2 separate regions of the Macaca mulatta genome follow, and region 2 is linked to region 1. Evidence: chromatin contacts called from public Hi-C data. All regions are on one chromosome and are shown on one strand. Each heading gives the region's core, a stretch centred on a gene start, on an enhancer-like site or on the middle of the called end of the contact. The rest is flanking DNA. Distances are from core to core; before and after follow the strand shown. Region 1 holds the start of FAM107A (family with sequence similarity 107 member A). Region 2 has its middle 44 kb from the start of FAM3D.

Evidence for each region. Hi-C and Micro-C count contacts between places; a contact is called where the count stands out from the background.
Region 2: a Hi-C map of cortical neurons shows a contact between it and region 1, with 5 times the contacts expected there. The contact joins the enhancer-like site here to the promoter of FAM107A in region 1. A contact is called at or near these places in 7 of 14 Hi-C or Micro-C datasets (blood, cortical neurons, fetal cortex germinal zone and 4 more).

What each region holds. Positions count from the first base shown.
Region 1 is chr2:122,160,582-122,163,948 of T2T-MMU8v2.0, reverse strand. It overlaps FAM107A (family with sequence similarity 107 member A), which reads left to right and starts at 1,420. Exons shown (of 4, transcript NM_001257546.1): 1 at 1,420-1,592.
Region 2 is chr2:122,207,457-122,211,049 of T2T-MMU8v2.0, reverse strand. It overlaps a transcript of FAM107A not described here. Among named protein-coding and RNA genes, the nearest start is that of FAM3D, 44 kb to the left of the region's middle. Within about 2 kb of position 1,334, at least 2 of the 40 cell types and tissues checked have an H3K27ac peak or open chromatin away from gene starts, as enhancers often do.

The DNA.
Region 1 (3,367 bases), core at 171-2,670:
AGGCCTAAGAAGACACAAAGTTGCATTGGTAATGCCTCCATTCGCCTGTGATGCATGTCCTAGGCCTCATCGCCTTCCAGCCAACCAAGACTCCATGAGAAAGTAAAGTTGGGGTGGAGGCCCGGTCAACTAGTAGACCCCAGCTTCCTCAATGGGGGACTAGGATGACACTATACAATAGAAGACACTTCTAGCTTTTCGAATGAAAGTTGATTCTGAAATTAGGAGAATGCCTCCATTATCCATAAGCACCCAAGGCTGGCCTTAAGGATCTACATACATTTTTTACTTTTCTTGGTTTTTTTGTTTGTTTGTTTGTTTTTCAGGTTCTTTTGAGACAGTCTTGCTCCATCACCCAGGTTGGAGGGCAGTGGCCCAATCTTGGCTCACTGCAAACTCCGCCTCCCAAGTTCAAGCGATTGTCCTGCCTCAGCCTCCCGGGTAGCTGGGATTACAGGTGTGTGCCACCACGCCTGGCTAATTTTTGTATTTTTAGCAGAGACAGGGTTTTACCATGTTGGCTAGGCTGGTCTCAAACTTCTGACCTCAAGTGATCTGCCTGCCTCGGCCTCCCAAAGTGCTGGAATTACAAGTGTAAGCCACCATTCCTGGCCTACTTTTATATTTTACATTCACACGTTCATTCTTTGAGCCACTACTTATGGAACACATATTCTGCCAGGCAAAATGCACCATGCTGGGCTCTGGCCTCAGTTCACATAGAGTCCAGGTCTCTGCTGGAGAAAAGTCCCATATGCTGAGCTTTGACTGTGTGCTTCACTAATGTCATCTCATCCATGTCACCTCCCAACCACCCTGGTATGCTCCACGTTTGACAAACACAGAAACCAAGACACAGAGACACTGAGTGGCTGCTGAAGGGGCTGGTGCTGGAGCCAGGGCCAACACTCGAGCCTGCTGAGACCCAGACACGGTGCTTCCCCTCTCCTACACTCTCCTGTTGGCTCCTCTGTGAAGTGCCCATGGCGTTCGGGGTATCAGGAAAATGTTGTGTACGGAGTTTCTGACCCATTCGTGGATAATCAAGAACTGACCCAATGCTGAGCAGTTTCCCCTCCCTTTACACCCCACCCCTTTCCCCCCAGAGCCATTTTCTCCTGAAGAATCCACACCACTGCCGCAGGAAGCTTGGCTTCCCCTCCCATGGGGAAGTGCTGGAATCCACTCTTGCCTGACCCTCCCATAAAAAACAAGGGAAATTCCTTTACGTGAGCTGCCTTGCTCAGAACAAAGCTTGGCGTGTTTCTTATTCCTCATCAATCTGACAAAATGGGTATTTATTTGTGCCTCTCAAGCGTGTGGCTTGGACATGATGTTCCGCATCGTGGAAGTGGCCGTGTACCAAGTGAAATATCTGTTACTATAGTAACAGTTCCTTTTTATTGATACCAGAATAAACAGGAATGCAAAGGCTGTCTCACTTGTTGGCACATTTCAGCAGCCTCCCGTTCCCAGGGGTTTAAGAACCGCCCTCTAGAGGCAGCCCTCCTTGCTAGTCTGGGACTTCCCAGTGGAGTGAGGAACCCAGCAACACGCTCCTGACTTCCCTTCCCAAGGACTCGACCTGAGAAGTAAGACCATCTCTGTTCTGTTTCCCCCGCTGTCGAGCGCGGTGCTGTTCGGGAGGAGGTGGAAGGGAAGGAGGGCAGACCCTGTGCACTGAAGTGGGCTGTCAGTGGACCTGAGTGCTTTGAGTTTAGGTACCTGGGCTATGTCCCAGCATCTGTAAAATGATACGGGAGATGCCTCCCGGCACCCTGGGTTTCGGAAAAGGGTAGGAGACAAAGAAGTGAGCCCCTAGGCATAGCCCTGCATTCTTGTTGATCTTTTTCTGCTGCATCCTCAGGTGAATCTGAATTAATGCATGATATAGCCTCACCTAAGTCAACTATCACACAGTATGGGGGTTTAATTCTCGGCACAACCGACAGAACACAGGTTTCAGCGTCAGAACTTGGGCTCAGATTCGAGCTCTTTCTTTCACCGGCTGGGTGATTTGGAGAAATCAGATGACTTCCCTGAACTTCAGTTTCCTTGACTGTAAAAAGAGGATAATGACAGTACCCACCTTCTCAGTCTGTCGTAAGAATTTCATATTTCATGAGATACGACTGCTAGGTGCTTAGCACAGTGCATGGCACATAGTGCATGCAGGTTAACGTGTGAAGGGCCTGCCTTTCTGGTGAATTTGGCTTTAGGACTTTGCAATACAAGGCAAGTCTGAGATTGGGCCAGAAATCAAGAGCTGTAGGATTGGGTGTGTCACTTTTTGAAACTGCTACCAAACTCAAGTCACTTCGAGCTTCAAGGCAGCCCCCACACCTGCATCTCTGGGTGACTTAGATCCTAAGTGGCCCTCTTAGTTCTGTTGGTGGTAAGTACCTGCTGGAATTTTCCCTGCAGAGGCATCTGCCAGGTAAAGTGGCTGGCATCATGCCACTAATGAGCCAGCAGGGATTCCAGGTCTGCTGATGCTTGTTCCAGATCAACTGCACAATGCTGTCCACTAACCTTGCTAAGGACCCTCCATGTCTAGCCCTGGACTCTGCTATTTAATTGATTCAAAATCCTAAATGCCCACCCAACATTCTCCCAAGGTAGGAAATTACAACGGACCCAAGGCAAAATGTTCAGGAAGTCAGCCTTGAGTCATTGCATCCAAATGGACAAGCAGCTCTGCTGGGGGCTTCCGAGCATCGACCAGAGGCTGCTGAGAGATCTGGAGGTGGCTCCCAGATACACTGTTCTTTGGCTGCTGGCCAGTGAAATACAATTAGGCACTTTCCCCATGGAGAGGAAAAAAGCCAGAAGGGTCAGGAAATCCAGTGACCATGCTTGTCACTTTTACTGAATGCCTCTTTTTCGTTTGCCAGTCGTTATTTTGAAAGCCTCTCTTCTCCTCTGCCTGCCATCCCATTAAATGCTGAACCAAGAGGGTCCTGAATGTGTTCTGAACTCAGCAGCTTGAACAGTAATAAGGAAGTGGGGGCAGAGGAGGAAAGGCCAACAGCTGGTCCTCTCCTAAACGAGACCAGCCTGAGGCCAGACAGGCCTGTGGATTCTAGCTTAAGCCCAAAGCTGCTGGGGCCAGGCTGGGTCTCCCCAGGGAGAGTCTGTATTTCACATAGGCTATTAGTCCTCAAGTTAGCAGGCCTCCATGTTCTCACCTATAAAATGGGCTCACACAGCCTCTTCATTGGGGTTTCTTGACTATCTAGAGAGAGAAAAGGGACATAACCCTGCTTTGTCAACTAAAAGACATTTTGCACCTTGAAGACAGTGGAGAGATAGAAAGAGCACTGAATTTGGCGTCCAAGGTCCTGGCTTTGCTGCTTACTCTCTGTGT
Region 2 (3,593 bases), core at 85-2,584, 47 kb before region 1:
AGTAATTTCTTAGCCAGGGTCATGCAGCTAGTGGGGGAAAGAGCAGGGTGCTGTTGTTGTTGCTGTTGTTAATTTGGAAAGAGGAGCTTTATTTCTCATAAAGAGTTGCAGCCTGCAGGGTGGCCATTCTGACAGGCTGGGAAGCATGGCCTCTGGCCAGAATCCAGAAACTGACACTTTGAGGAAGAGGCAAAGGGAATAGAAATTTATGCTGAGCAGCATGGCCAAATATACATATTCAATAAGCTGTGGGAGGAGTCATGCATATTTATGAAAGGAGAAACATCTGCATGCACAGTTGAGCTCCATGCCTCTTATGGGCCCCAGATACAAAAAAATGTTGGCCTTAGTGTGATCAGAGGGTGGAGTTTTCAGCCCTCTGATGTCAAAGGTGAAGCAGGGGGCACAAAAACCCTCACTGTGCATCCTCTGCAGACTGGTTAGAACCGCTCCATGATCCGTGGTCTCTTATCAAGAAAAAATGCTGGTTGGTTTTTGTGTTAAAACCACAAAAGGGAGGCGCAGTTGGTTGAAATCAGTATGGAGTCTTTTGAAAAGGCCGGTTTCTGTTTAGCTCTTAGGGAAGAAAGTCTAATGGAGGTTATCAAGGGATGGGGCACTACGGGGCGCGTGCAACCTCCCATCCCGTCATGGCCAGAAACTTGGTTTTCAAGATTTCTCTGGGGTCTCCTTGGCCAAGAGGGGGTCTGTTCAGTCACTTGCCGGGTAGGGGGGTGTTTAAAGTTTTATTTTTATTTCTTATTTTTATTGGGTAGGATTTTGACCCCGTTCTGCTTGACTCCAAACAACTCAGCCCATCCCACCCTTCCTGGTCCATAGCTCTGTCCACGGCATCTTCCTCAGCCCCACCCCAACCTCCCACAGAAGGCTGTTGGTCAGGCACCTGCTGCCCTGTGCCAGGGCCTATGTGGAGCTGGAGCCAAGGGTGAGGAGACACAGCCCCTGCCCTTGAGGCCATCCCTGTCAGTTGTGGAGACTGATAGGCAGGTAAAAAATAGTTGGGAGTGTGTGTGACAGTTGAAGCAGAGGTGACTGGGCACATGACCCCTGGGCCAGGAGTCAAAACACAACATCGTTGCTTCTATTCCTCTTAGGCAAGGTCTGGACTTCACTTTTAGGTGAAGTCACCTTTGTCCCTTGGGGAATGTCAGGGGCATAGGCTTTGCCTAGAATCCTAAACCCACACTGGCAGGGGATGGAAGGGATCACGTGGTTGGTTAAGACCAACCAGAGCCCACCCTTGGAGCCGGAGATCTGTCTCCCAATGGCATGACTGCTACTCAATGGAAGGGAGGGTGGGTGCTGGACATTTCATTGTAATGGACCTCCAGGAGGAGAGACAGTGTTCTCTCCAGCTGCGGGGTGGGCAGAGAGAGCGGAAGAACGCTGAAAGGGTCGAGGGTGTGACAGATAGACCACGGGGCCAGGAGTCAAAACACAGACATTGTTGCTTCTGTTCTTCTTAGGCAGGGCCTGAACTTCCCTTGGACTTGGCATTTTTTTAAATCTGCCCCTATCAAGGGCACCAAAGTTCCCTTTCCTCTATCAGGGTTTTTGCAAGAAGGTATTTTAACGCACAGAAGCAATCCCTCTAACACTGTTTGGAACATTCCAGAAGTTTCAACATTTGACCCGTTGGGCATGCATTGATACTAAAGAGGTGAGTGCAACCCAGATGTCTGGACAGGAGCCACATTTTAAGCCCTTGCATTGCACAGCAAGGCCACAGGTCCTGGGGCAGCAATGGGTTCAAAAAAAGCACCCTCCATGGGCCTCAGACACCAGCCAGTTCACAGACACCAACAGAATGTGGGCGTGCCATCCTCCACCCCAATCAGCAGCGGTCAGTGCCCTCGCCCAGGATAAAGGACACAACCAAAAGCTTCCAGAGGCTGCCCCTGCACAAGTCCAGTGCCCCAGGCTGCGACCGTAATGACGCCCTTAAAGGGGCTACTAAAAGGAAAATGTTCCTGAGCACAGCTCCCATGCACTGCCACTTCTGCACCAATTCGCTCATTCAATCTTCAAACAGTTCTTGGACATGGAGAGTTTTATCCCCCAGAAATCTAGAGACATGGAGAGGTTAAGCAAGAGGCTCAGGGTCACCCAGCTGGTAAGGGTGGAGTTAACATTTGACCCAGGCCACCCTAAGAGCCTGGCCTCTCAAACAGCAAACCCCACTGCCAGCGCTTCTGAAGGTAGAAACACAACAGTGCTCACATCCCACCCGGAGCCCCTCTCGGGGTATCTCATTTAACCCCTCTGAGCCTCAGTTTCCTCAGCTGTCAAGCAGCATGATGATTTACCTTCCACAGTAGGCTTGGGTGAGGTGCCCGGCACTCAGTGGGTGCTCAGGGAATGGCACATGGTCCTGTTGCTGCTGCTCTAGAGGCGGCAGGTGGAGCTTCCGCAGGGCGGGAGGCAGCAGCAGAGGCCCCTGGAGGTTCGTACATTTGGCTTTCATTCTCTAAAACATTTCTCCAAACCCAACACCACCCAGGTTTTTTGTGGCCCTGAAGGAGTCCTGTCCTCTGACCCTGTTATTTACCAAGCCACTCATTGCTTTGCATTCGTCTTCATTACGAGAAAGTTGCCTTGACTGAAACAAAAGGGGAAAAAAATAGAAGCACTATGGCTAAATTTGATGAATGGCCTGAAAGGGCGTGTTCATTCTCATGGAGCCCAGACGGCATACATCTGGCTGGGCCCTGCTGGCTCCCTGAACAATTTTCCCCACCGATGATGGATGGGCCTGCCTGGTGCTCAGGGCTGCCCAGCCCAGCAGAGGATGCCAGCTCGTTGCACCCAGCTCAGTGACGCGTGAGGACCTCATCAGGACAGCCCATGCCATCCTATCACCCCGACTCTGCCCACTGCCTCAGACGGCTTCTCTGAGGGGAATGGGGCCTCGCACCTCACTCCTGGGTGCTATGGAGACTCCACAGCTGGGTTCCCATAGGACTTCTGGGCCCACAATGGGAGGCTCGAGGACAAGAGGAGAAATGTGTCAGGAGCTCATGGGGGTGAGGAAAAAGTACCCCCCCCCCAGCAAAGGCAGAGCCCCCGTGCTGCCCAGCAGCCTCCTCACTGGGCCCTGGTCTCCGGGATCATTCCAGCCTCTCCACCTTTGCTCATTCCATTTGCCTGCCTGGAACTCCCTCCTAATTTCTATCCACAGCCAACACTTCTGTGCATTCCAGCCCCAGGGCTTGCCCCACCTGCTCTTCTAAGTCTCTGACTGCATGTGAATTGAATTCCAATTGCACTGACAGATGTTCCATCCCAAGGTGTGAGGGAATATGTCAGAAAGGAAGAAGAGGAATGTCAATTGTCAAGCTCCAACCCCACCAGCAGCCACTATGCTAAATGCTTTTTTTTGGGGGGGGTGGGGGGTACAGAGTCTCACCCTGTCACCCAGGTTGGAGTGCAGTGGCACAATCTCAGCTCACTGCAACCTCCACCTCCCGGATTCAAGCGATTCTCCTGCCTCAGTCTCCTGAGTAACTGAGATTACAGGTGTACATCACCATGCCCAGCTAATTTTTTTATTTTTAGGAGAGATGGGGTTTTGT